Linked DNA regions of Mus musculus: regions 1, 3 and 4 are each linked to region 2. Evidence: chromatin contacts called from public Hi-C and HiChIP or PLAC-seq data. All regions are on one chromosome and are shown on one strand. The core of a region is the stretch at or near the end of the contact, and the rest is flanking DNA. Distances in the headings are between cores, read along the strand shown.

What was found. Hi-C and Micro-C count contacts between places; a contact is called where the count stands out from the background. HiChIP or PLAC-seq counts read pairs in DNA pulled down with a chosen protein or histone mark.
Region 1: a contact with region 2 is called in an H3K27ac HiChIP or PLAC-seq map of T-cell acute lymphoblastic leukemia, with 3 times the contacts expected there. The contact joins the enhancer-like site here to the promoter of Usp36 in region 2. A contact is called at or near these places in 12 of 39 promoter capture datasets (the C10 cell line, the HPC-7 cell line, cranial neural crest and 9 more), 2 of 15 datasets of contacts at CTCF or cohesin (large pre-B cells and pro-B cells), 15 of 484 Hi-C or Micro-C datasets (the 63-12 cell line, B cells, CD4 T cells and 10 more), 12 of 115 datasets of contacts at active chromatin or transcription factors (the 230-238 cell line, T-cell acute lymphoblastic leukemia, embryonic hindbrain and 7 more) and 4 of 9 other capture datasets (adipose tissue, embryonic stem cells, liver and 1 more).
Region 3: a Hi-C map of pro-B cells shows a contact between it and region 2, with 4 times the contacts expected there. The contact joins the enhancer-like site here to the promoter of Usp36 in region 2. A contact is called at or near these places in 2 of 39 promoter capture datasets (the SN4741 cell line and hippocampal neurons), 2 of 15 datasets of contacts at CTCF or cohesin (large pre-B cells and pro-B cells), 7 of 484 Hi-C or Micro-C datasets (B cells, CD4 T cells, CD8 T cells and 2 more), 7 of 115 datasets of contacts at active chromatin or transcription factors (bone marrow-derived macrophages, embryonic stem cells, epiblast stem cells and 3 more) and 4 of 9 other capture datasets (adipose tissue, embryonic stem cells, liver and 1 more).
Region 4: a contact with region 2 is called in an RNA polymerase II HiChIP or PLAC-seq map of embryonic stem cells, with 11 read pairs. The contact joins the enhancer-like site here to the promoter of Usp36 in region 2. A contact is called at or near these places in 2 of 39 promoter capture datasets (the C10 cell line and pre-B cells) and 3 of 115 datasets of contacts at active chromatin or transcription factors (embryonic stem cells and large pre-B cells).

The regions. Positions count from the first base shown.
Region 1 is chr11:118,084,764-118,087,463 of GRCm38.p6, reverse strand. It overlaps Dnah17 (dynein, axonemal, heavy chain 17), which reads left to right. Exons shown (of 81, transcript NM_001167746.1): 36 at 395-551; 37 at 1,292-1,396. Among named protein-coding and RNA genes, the nearest start is that of Dnah17, 43 kb to the left of the region's middle. Within about 2 kb of position 1,268, at least 10 of the 459 cell types and tissues checked have an H3K27ac peak or open chromatin away from gene starts, as enhancers often do. A contact at or near this core is called in T-cell acute lymphoblastic leukemia, where this site is marked.
Region 2 is chr11:118,288,990-118,291,882 of GRCm38.p6, reverse strand. Usp36 (ubiquitin specific peptidase 36) reads left to right here and starts at 1,639. Exons shown (of 21, transcript NM_001033528.1): 1 at 1,639-1,926.
Region 3 is chr11:118,102,729-118,105,601 of GRCm38.p6, reverse strand. It overlaps Dnah17 (dynein, axonemal, heavy chain 17), which reads left to right. Exons shown (of 81, transcript NM_001167746.1): 19 at 932-1,186; 20 at 2,110-2,279. Among named protein-coding and RNA genes, the nearest start is that of Dnah17, 25 kb to the left of the region's middle. Within about 2 kb of position 1,386, at least 40 of the 459 cell types and tissues checked have an H3K27ac peak or open chromatin away from gene starts, as enhancers often do. A contact at or near this core is called in CD8 T cells, bone marrow-derived macrophages and pro-B cells, where this site is marked.
Region 4 is chr11:118,033,043-118,035,941 of GRCm38.p6, reverse strand. Dnah17 (dynein, axonemal, heavy chain 17) reads left to right here. Exons shown (of 81, transcript NM_001167746.1): 73 at 1,566-1,699; 74 at 1,964-2,206. Among named protein-coding and RNA genes, the nearest start is that of Mir6933, 32 kb to the right of the region's middle. Within about 2 kb of position 1,406, at least 12 of the 459 cell types and tissues checked have an H3K27ac peak or open chromatin away from gene starts, as enhancers often do. A contact at or near this core is called in embryonic stem cells, where this site is marked.

The sequences.
Region 1 (2,700 bases), core at 19-2,518, 200 kb after region 2:
TGTGTCCCCAAGGAGTGGCTTCACCTCCCTGAGGTCTGCAGAACAGGGAGAGAGCTACAGGAGCCCTCATGAGTGTGCAGGGACTGAATCAATTACAAGATAATAAAACCACTCAGCCCAGAGGCTGCCCAAGACACCCTCAGCATGTGTCTGACGAGTCCCCAGAGTCCGTCCCCCAAACCCACAGGAGGGCCATGTCTTGCACCCACCCCTGTCCCTCAGCACAGTGACCACCCCCCCCCACCCACACACACACATGCACACATACACACCAGCTCTGACTTTGGTCTCTGGGCCCAAGTGAGTACAGCGGCCCCACAGTAAGCCGAGCAGAGCACAGTGGGGTGTGGGTCACAGGGTCACAGTGCCCCAGGTCAATCAAGGTCCTCTGTAGGTGCTACATCACGCTCACGCAGTCCCTCCACCTGATCATGGGCGGAGCCCCTGCAGGCCCTGCTGGCACGGGCAAGACGGAGACAACCAAGGACCTGGGCAGAGCCCTGGGCACCATGGTGTATGTCTTCAACTGCTCAGAGCAGATGGACTACAAGGTATGTGGCCAGGGCTGCGGGTCCCCACCCAAGAGCATGTACACCCAGAGTACCCACTAGCACTTGTGGAGGTAGAGGTCCCGGCAGTTCCATGACTGTCCCCTATGAATAGAGACACACACACAGGTAGGAGTACCTGATTGGCGTTCAGTGTGGGGTTAGGGTGAAAGTAGTGGCCACCGGGTGAACTCTGAAGGGGACAAGGACAGGTCCATCAGCTGCAGGGTCATGTCTTCTCAGAGGACTAAACAGGAGGGGAGGGACTCTGACAGTAACAGTCCCAGCATAAAAGGGAGGAGTTGGGGCGCCCTCCCGTTGGACGAGCCCCACAGCCTAGTGGTCCCATCCTGAGACTGAGGACAGTGGCCAAGACCCCTGCTGACTGAAGGTCATACCAGCGTGTCCCCCTCAGGGGCCCTAGAAAAGTGAAGTCTATTGATCCTAGAAGGACTTCTGTGTGAACTCCATGGGTGTGTTGCTGACCCTGCAGGGGACAAAATGGCATAGTCACACGAAAAGATCTTCCTGGAGCCCCAGCCCACCTCAGAGGATCCCTTCCTCCATGTGCATAAAATGAGAAGACAGGGGTAGGGATTGGGGGATTTCTTAACTTGATGTTCGCTTAGAAAAAACGCTGGGACCCTGCGGGTCAGGTGTACAAGGGCGCTGTCTCCAGACACCTGCTTCCTGCAGGCCTCTGGGGGCCACTCCCTCTCTCTGATCTGACTTTCCCTTTGTAGTCCTGTGGAAACATCTACAAGGGCCTGGCACAGACGGGAGCCTGGGGTTGCTTTGATGAGTTTAACCGGATCTCGGTGGAGGTCTTGTCTGTGATTGCTGTACAGGTAGGGCCCTTCTGCTTAGTCTCTGGGTCAGTGGGGGACCCGGAGTTGTGCCCAGTTTTCCTGGCATCTCAGTCACCAGAGACCCTCCTGTCTGACCACCCCAACAGCCAAGCACTGGGCAGGGAGGTGACACAGTGAGGCCTCAGATGCCCTGCCCTGGCTCCCAGGGGCCCTTACACACAGAGGGGACAGTAAGGGTCCCATACAGGGAGGTATAACTGATTCGGCCTGGGGATGCTAACGTAGAGAGCTACTTTGGGTGTGGTAGCTCATGCCTATAACTCCTGCCACTTTGTGATATGAACCCAGGAGGATTGCCACAAGTTCAAGGCCAGCCTGGTCTATAGAACAACCTCTAGGTTAGTCAGGACTATAGATTAAGACTTTGTTTTGTAAGACAGAGAAGGGGAGAGAGAGAATATTTGATAACCCTTAGTTGGCTTTGAGATTGTACTGTTTGGCAGCAAACTAGACCAAAATGGTACAGAATGTCCAACGACCCTCCCTCTGCCTGCCACCCACACACACACACACCCACACCCACACCCACACACCCACACCCCCACACCCCCACACCCACACCCACCCCCACCCACCCCCCAGCAGGCTGTATTTATAGTCTCAAGGAAAGGAAGTGCAGAATACAGACAGCTGGATTGATCACAGCTGCTCTGCCTTATCTGAACATGGTTTGAACAGTTGGCTGCCTGCAACCGGCTGGAACTCAGCTGTGGGCTTCAAGAACTAAGTTACAATATCTCCATGCATCGGTTGGCGTTCACTAGATAATCCATGTAGGGAGAAACCCTTCCCCAAGCTGGAGCTCTGTGCAGAGGTGGCCTCAGGCCAGTCAGGTGAACTTGACAGAAGAGAATGAAGCACTCTGGGCTTTGAAGAACACGGCAGTATCTCAGTATAAACTAACCAGCCAGAGCGGATGGGGAAGGAGTGGTTGTGTGTCCAGGGAATTCCCTAACCCGGCACAGAACAGCAATGGGGAATCCAAGGCAAAGGGGGTACAGGGTGGGGGCCATGTCAACACCCCAAGCTTTTAAACTCACCCGCAGGGCTCTGTGTTTCAAACAGGAGCCCCAGCAGTCCTGGTGCCCGACAGACTGGATAGACAACGGGCTCTGAGGTCCTCCAAGGCTGGCCTCCAATCTCAGATCAGCTTGAGACCCCACCTGCAGAGCCCTAGGCCAAGGCCCGACTTTGGAGGTCCTCACGAACCAGGCCTAGCCGCTTGCCCCAAACCCAGACAGTAAAAAAAAGGAATGATGGATAATGGGGAAAGGAAGATGGTA
Region 2 (2,893 bases), core at 390-2,889:
GTGTGCAGAGTGATTTCTCACTGAGAAGGGATTACATTTCTATAACACCACTGCACTAGGGGGTTGGGGGGCATCTGGGGATTGCATTTATTTATTTATTTATTTATTTATTTATTTTGAGACAGGGCTTCTCTGTGTATCCTTGGCTCTCTGGAACTCACTCTGTAGACCAGGCTGGCCTTGAATTTAGAGATCTGCCTGCCTCTGCCTCCTGAGTGGGATTAAAGGTGTGTGCCACTATCGCCCAGCCTGGGGACTAAATTTATTACCTGCCAACTGAGCTACTGACTCTGAATTTTATTTTATTTTTTTGTCCCCACAGATCAAGCCTCCAAGTAAGAGAAATTTGCAAAGTAACAGGCTAATTAGAACAACATCTGGATTAAAAACCTAGGTCTTATGCCAGGTGCCAGCTCCCACACAGGAAGCGTGCTAAAACAGTGAATTTCCCAGGAACTGTATCAGGCTCGGGACAGCAAAAGCAGTAATTCATTGTAGCCAGCCTAGAACAGTGGGTTTATAGAGCCAGCTCCAGCCAGACACAAAGAGTGGTCAGAGAACAAAGAAGTCGGTCTAAATAAAGAGGGAGGATTCTGGGACTGGAACTCAATAGTTAATAGCCCCTACTTCTCTTACAGAGTACCAGAGTTTGGTTCCCAGCCCTCACACTGGGAGCTCACAACTTAGAGCTGCCTGTAATTCCAGTTCTAAGAGAGGATGAGACACCAGTGGCCTCCACAGGCACCTACACTCAGATATTCTTCCCCTATACGTATGTAATTCAAAATCTTTTTAAAACTAAGAGAACTTTTTTTTTCTAATTTAGGTCATATGTGTCTGCCACATGTAGAGTTACATGAGATTTTGAACCACCACTGTATGGGTGCTGGGAAGTCCTTGGAAAGAACGACAAGCCATCTTAACCTCTGAGCCATCTTTCTAGCTCTAAAAGGGACATTGGTATAGGCTAACAGGATTTGGTCTTTGCCATTACTACCCCATCAGCCCCCACTCCCACCCCCTTTTTTAAAGACAAGGTTCTGCTACGTGGTCCAGAAGACATTCTCCAATGATCCTCCAGCCTTGGCCACTTAAGTTAAGCGGTGGAGTGGCTATAGCCAGCATCTCAAGGATCCCAGAGATGACGTTTAAGTTCTGATCATCCCCCACCCCCTCCACTCCTCAGAGTTGCAGAAACTGCTTTCTTGTGCCACAGCGCCTGTTTCATGCAGTGATGGATGGAACCCAGGGCCTCATTCCATGCCCGGCTTGCTAGGGTTTTTTTTGTTTTTTTGTTTTTTTTCAAAAGGACGCCTGCAGGTAAGAACTAACGAACGGTGAATCTTCAAAGCCTCGGTGGCTTGCACTGAACGTGAGCCCTGAGCTCCTCGCCGCAGCACACTGGGCCTGCGCACTGGCAATGTCAGGCACGCAAGCGGAAGTGACGCCACTCGCGTACACCGCGGGAACCACGCCAAGCCGCAGCAGGGTCTCTGGACTCCGGGACGCTTCCGGAGCTTTTAGCTCTACGCGCTTGCGTCATCGCGTAGACTGGCAGGCCTGCGGGGCGGAGGGGTGACGTGTGCGTCGCGAATAGCAGAGAAGGGAGGGTCCAGGGAGACAAGTCGCCGTTAGCTCCGCCTCTTAAGGCGAACGTGCCCTTCACGCGGACTCAGGGAGCACATTGCAGTGCGGCTCCTTTAAACGTCGTGGTGACACGTGTGTGAGGCTCTGGAGGCCCGGATGGTGCGCATGCTGGCCCGGCCCGGATCGGACGCTGGTGCTGCGCGGGCCTTCCGCGGGTTCCCGAGAGGCCTAGGAGGTCGAGGTCGGGCGCGGCGGAGCGCAGGAGCTTCCGCGGGGCTTGGGACGAGGAGGGTGCGCGTTCTACCCGCGGGTTTTGGGGACTCCAGCGAAGGCTGACAGGTGCGTGCGTGGCCGGCGAGGGCACCGGGGAACGCAGAAAGAACATCGGACGCAAGGGACAGGGATCGCCGGGAAGGACAGGGCGTGAGAGGGGCGTAGGGCAACACTGGAGAAGGTTGGGGTGCGAGGGACTTGGAGGAACAAGGGATGCCAGGGACTCCGAGGAAGGGACAGGTGATGTGAGGGGTGCCTGTAAACCCTAGCGTAGCCAGGGAATTGCATCAGTCTTCATCCCAGGGAGCTTCTGGAACGTGAGGTCGCTGGGATCGCGGTTGTTCTCTCAGAGCGGGTTTTCCTTTGAAGGTTCCCGGAGCTGGAAATCTTAGGGTGGAGGTATAGCTGTAGTCCATTTTATAGACTAGGGCAGGGTCAGATCCTTAACACGGATCCACACCGAAATGTAATAGCAGGATAGCATTCTAACCAAAATGCCCATTGCTTATGGTGTGTGATTGTGTGTGCGCGCGCGAGCCTGCCTGCGTCTGTGGCGTGACCCTTGGTGATGGAGATGGTGGAATAGCATCCTAAGACAGGGAGGCACCTTGGATGCCTGAGGATGCCAAAGAGCATGTAGTTCAACTGTTCCCTGACTTGGAATGCTCTGCGGTGGGATGCCTTGGAGGCCCCAGCTCTGTCTTCGCCAGCATGTAAGTGACCCTGAGAATCTGACTTGAGTATTTCTTGGAAAACAGCTTAAAGAGCTGAAGGAAATGCTTTGTTTAAATGACATCTGTCAGAAGGGAGGAGCCAGGCTTGAGTTCCGAATTAGATATGTAAATTGGGCGTGCAGAGTATCCTAGTCCTTGAGAGACCTGGGTCGAGGAAGCATCCCGGTTGGCCTGAGAGTCACACGTGCTGCGTGTGCATGTTAGAGGGTTTGCTGGGAACTACACGAACATTTTTCTCGCTCCTACATCACATAGCCGTATCTTCCAGGTAGAATGATAGACACTTTTTTCCTGCTATA
Region 3 (2,873 bases), core at 137-2,636, 190 kb after region 2:
TCACATACATAAAATAAATAAATCTTTAAAAAACTAAAGAAAGAATAGTTAACAACAAAAACAAAAATTTAATAAAGCAAAACAAAATAAAAACTCTTGCTAGCATGAAGGAGTCTGCCCCTCTTAGAGTGCCACCAAGCTCAACAGGACAGCCAAGGGCTCAGCCAAAGTCACCCTCTCCCTGACGGACTGACCCATCCGAATCCGTGCTCCTTAGCCACCTCCGTCAAATCAATGCCTGGACTCCGTGGCTGCTCCCCTCTCCCTCGTTTTTATTAGAAGATTAAATGTGTACAATGAGAGCTAATGAAGGGGGAAAGGCATCAGGATCAAAATAAAGGCATAAGTCACCAGCAACGGGGAAACATGTAAAAATGCCCTGTAACAGAATGTTGCCTCCTGTGGCATTGCCAGCCAGGAGCAGGAGGGCGTCTGGAAGTGAGTTTGAACGGCAGATCTGAACAGAATATACTGAGGAATTTTAAAGGCCTCGGAAGTGACCAGGTGTACATTCAATCGATTTGTACATACCATAGATAGCATGCATGCAGAGATTTAACTAGAGGGTAGTTTTCTGGGTTTGTTATTTTAAAAATGTCCATACATACCCCCTCCCCCAACAGTCCATGTGAGTCGCTCGCTCTGTGTCCCCTTTGTCCATACCAGCACATTGCACACAACCAAGGTCTGTGCAAATACAGAATGGATGAACTGACACCCACGTCACCCTGGGATCAGACAGCTCAGAGCCACCCTTAGCAAATCTTCTTTCAGGGGTGGGGTAGGGGCGCTGCACACTGACAGACACCCCCTGCTTCCATTCAGGACTCTCAGCAGCACCCACAGAAGGATGCTCTTCCAGGTCTGGGGGAAAATCTGTCTCTCATGAAGGCAAATGACCCAATCTTTGTCCCCACTCCCACCCCGGCAGTCTGACCTAGAGGATATCACAGACCTCATAGAGATGCGGGAGGAAGTGTCCAGCCTGGTCATTGGAGCCATGAAGGTGGCTGAGGAGTACCAGGACTCCTTTGAGAGGTACTCCTACCTTTGGGTGGATGACCTTCAAGAATTTATGAAGAACTTCCTCATCTTCGGGCACGCGCCCACCCCTGAGGAGCTGGACACCAAGACGGACGACACCATCCCCAAGACACCACCTACCCTGGCTCAGTTCCAGCAGCAGGTGTGTATGGTCCTGTTGTCCTCCTGTGTCACCTCCCACATCCTCGGGTAGACGACCCCCTCCCCACCCCCCACAGGCCTGATTTGAAAGTTGGGTGGCCTGATTGCTATGTAGGTTTTAAATTTGCTCCTGGTGAGGCCAGGAGAGAGAGCATGCCTTACCGCACTATGCCACACGGGGGAGCACCACTGTCACAGGAGGAATAGCATGCCTTACTACACCACGCCACATGGGGGGGAGCACCACTGTACCAGAGAGGCAGCCAGGGAGAGAGAAGAGGCCTCAGCAGGATCTACCAGGCTTGTAGTGTGAATGACTTCAGTTAGGTCAGGTGAGGGCACTATGCTGAGCTGGCTGGTGTCCCATCCTGTGGCAAGTAGGACAGAGGACTGATCCCTGAGAATAAGAGTCCCTAAGAGCCAGATAAGAGGTGGCTGGGAGCACTACACTCAGGCCAGCTCCAGGTGAGGTCTGCAGTCTAAGAATCGGCCTTCAGGGTCAGCAAGAGCTCAGGTGTCAGAATTGGGAATCTAGAAAGTGAAGCAATCCAGTCCTGAGGTTGGTCTTGGGCACAATGAGAAAGCCCTCTCCTCCCCCACACCAGTGAGAAGAAAGATGGGATGGCTCAAAGTCTGCAGGTGCTCCCATGAGTTAAGGGGTGCCCTTTGGGAGTCCCCTCCTGCTCCAGAAGCCTTACTGTAGTCACCCAATCCCATCCTCTTCTGTCTATCTGTCCCCTCCTAGAGGTGGGGCAGAAGGAGCTCTGAGGTGTTGGGACAGGGCAAACAGGTAGCAGTGGTCTCAGCCTCTCTTAAGCTGCACCCTGGGCCACCTGGCTGCCCTTCACAGCCAGACAGGAAGCGGCGATGGCTAGTGGGGGACACACAGCCATGGCTGATGGAATCCACGGCTGTGTTGGGCAGATTGACTCGTATGAGAAGCTGTATGAGGAGGTGTCCAGCTGTGAGAACACCAAGGTCTTCCATGGCTGGCTGCAGTGTGACTGCCGCCCCTTCAAGCAGACCTTGCTCAACACCATCAAGCGCTGGAGTTTTCTGTTCAAGCGATACCTGAACAACCACGTCATCAACAGGTGAGGCCATGGCCCGCTGCTGCAAATCTGAGACTTCCCCGGACCCCCCCCCCCCCGACAGCCTGGGAGAGGCACCACGGACTTAGTAAGTGGCTCAGTGGCCTGATCTGAAAGTTGGGTGGCCTGATTGTGATATAGGCTTTACATTTATTTGCTCCTGGTGAGGCCAGGAGGAACAGCATGCCTTACCACACCATGCCACACGGGGGAGCACCACTGTCACAGGAGGAACAGCATGCCTTACCACACCATGCCACATGGGGGAGCACCACTGTCACAGGAGGTGGTGCATGTGGTTCCTTGCTGTGACCAGTGCAGGGCAGGTAGAAGAGTGAAGTACCTGTCAGGCTCTGTGTTGAAGCCTTGAGCCTGGCAGGAAGGCTGGGACAGCCCAGTCATTGCACAGGAAGGTCACCGACAGCAGCATAAGCATTCTCTCTAACTGAGCCCATCTGGGCGGCTGGCTGCTCTCAGCTGTGGCTTTAAGATAGCGCTCAAGGATCAGCCTGGGCTACGCTAATACTTTTGTGACATCTAGGCCGAGGGGGACCACATGGGGGGGCAGTGGCTGCCCCTCTCCAGGTGGTGCCTTGC
Region 4 (2,899 bases), core at 157-2,656, 260 kb after region 2:
GATTTCTGAGTTTGAGGCCAGCCTGGTCTACAAAATGAGTTCCAGGACAGCCAGGGCTATACAAAGAAACCCTGTCTCAAAAAACTAGATAGATAGATAGATAGATAGATAGATAGATAGATAGATAGATAGATAGATAGATAGATAGATAGATAGATAGATAGATAGATAGATAGATAGATAGATAGTGCCCCCACCAGACCAGCACGTGGATAAGCTGTTGTAGCATTTTCTTGGTTGGTGGTTGAGAGGGCAGGGGGGGTGGGGGGTGTCTAGTCCACTGTGGCAGTGCCACCTTAAGCTGGCGGTCTGGCTGCTGTAAGAAAGCAAAGTGAGCAAGCTGGAGAGCAGCATGCAGCACCCTTCCACAGCCTCCGCCTCCGGGTTCTTGTGACTTCCTTCGTGATGGACTGTGACTGAGACGGAAGCCAAACAAACCCTTTCCTCCCCAGGATGCTTTTCATCATGGTGTGACAAAGAGCAAGAGACCCTGACTAAGACATCTTCCTGCCTGTTCCCTCCCTTCTAGAAACAGCCCCGACTAGGTTACTTTTATCACAGCTCAGGGGCAAGACACTGCAAAAGGAAACCTGGGAAAGGGTTGTCTGGGTACAGTTTGAGGGGAACATCGGGCGGCTGGTCACACCACACCTACAGGCGGGCGGGCCTTCAGCTCAGTTCTCCTTGCTCAGCAGCTCTCAACCTTGCTAACTCTGTGACCTTTTAATACAGCCCCTCAGGCTGTGGCCACACCCAACCGTAAAACATTATTTTCATTGCTACTTCCGAGAATTGTAATGGAAACGTTGTGTCTCAGGTAACCCCTGTGGAAAGGTGGTTCTGTGACCAAAGGGACGCAACTCACAGGCTGAGAAGCACTCTTTGTTTCTCAGCCTTGCTAGGACAACAGAGCCTAGGGGCAGTCCCACTCACACTGAGGTGCCCCCCCACCTTCTTTTTTGAAAAACCCTCATGGACCTATCTAGAACGGAGTTTTCCATGGTGAAGCTATACCTGGTCATGCTGGCAATGAACATTACCCATCATAAATCTGAAGGAAAAAAAAAAAGCTTAAGCCGCTAGAGCCAGAGCTTGTTATGGGCTGTTACCCCATCGGCCCAGTCCAAGCTTCTTCCCTGACCAAAGTGGAGAGCTCAGAGCTCACAAAAACACAGTGGTGAGGGTCTCAGCGAGGGGTGAGGGTCTCAGCGAGGGCAGCCCCATTTCCATGAAATGCCTGTAATGGGCTGACGCACAGGGGCGGAAAGCAGACAGCACTGCCAGGCAAGGGGAGCAGAGAGGGAGTTCAAGGTCACAAGGCGTTGACACATTCTGGGGGTGGTGATGGTGGTACCAGAGAGACAGCTGCACAGCAGGGCCAGTTTCCCGAATGTCCCTGGGCCACACCTTTCCAGATGGCCGAAGCATGGTCGTGTTACGGGATATGTGTTTCCACCCCACAATAAACAAGATGGGAGGCGTGCAGTGTTCCCGGTTGTGGAATGCAGTGCCCGAACCACGGTTCTGAATCACCCCTGTACTTTTCCTGTTTTCCCTCTTTTTAGGGAAAAAACTGGGATTTACCATAGACAATGGGAAACTCCACAACGTGTCCCTGGGGCAAGGACAAGAGGTGGTAGCTGAGAACGCGCTGGATGTGGCTGCCGAAAAGGGACACTGGGTCATTCTGCAGGTGAGGGCTCTTCTGCCATCATGGTCACGTCCCTGGGGATGGGATAGAACCTCCCATTGCTGGGGCACCACTCTACGGCTCCCCAGCACAGAGCCCCTCCATACCCCCTTACAGCTCCTAAAAGGGTGCTGGGGACCACGCTGTCTATGCTTTGAGCCTGGGGGGGGGGGGAAGCAAACAAGGTGGATCCTAAGGCTGTTACCAGGAACACTCCACACCAGTTAGGGTTGACAGGGTTGGCCCTGTGGGGTCCACTCAGGCCTGAGGCAGGGCTCCTTGCCACAGAACATTCACCTGGTGGCGAGATGGCTGGGTATCCTGGACAAGAAGGTAGAACGCTACAGCTCGGGCAGCCATGAGGACTACCGAGTGTTCATCAGTGCTGAGCCTGCTCCCACGGCTGAGACGCACATCATCCCCCAGGGCATCCTGGAAAATGCCATCAAAATCACCAATGAGCCTCCCACGGGCATGTATGCCAACCTGCACAAGGCGCTGGATCTTTTCACGCAGGTAGGGAGGGTGACACTGGGTGGGTCCACCCACGCGTGGCCAGGCAAAGGAGACACAGGCCCAGCAAGCTGAGATGTCCCTCTTGAGTCCCAGAGACTCCTCCATGCTGGCTTCCCACCCACACGAGCATACCAGCACACTAATGTCACATCAGAATATGTCCCTGAAAGGGCAAACTCACCTACCTCTTGCCAGCATCACTGCCCTGTCAGTTGGCAGGGGTGCCTGTCATTACTGTGGAAGCCCTGTACCATCCTGGGTCACAGCACTCCCTGACACCGCCCCTCCACCCCGGAGGTATGAAGCTTACTTGGGCCACCAAAGCTTGCTGCTAGGGACAATGGATGACAGACAGGTGGTGATGCTGTCCCCACCCTCCAGCTCCATAACCACGTCCTCTGATACCACCCTGAACAAGGCAGTCATGTGATCAGGCCCTTCTCCCGCGATGGCTTCTTGTTCCCTCCATAGAGGAAGGTGGGTGCAGGGGCTTGCCCAGTACCCTAGAGCTTCAGGGAGCACCAGGCCTGCTTGGCTGGGTTTCTACCTCCACACAGAGCTCCCTGACCTTGCCTCTCAGTCCCCAAGTCAGCTTTACAGCCCTCCCACCTTGTCATCCCCATGGCCACTGTCCCTGCCAGCCCCCTTGCTCTCATCAGCCTCCGCCATAACCTGTGGGCACACACTGCTTCT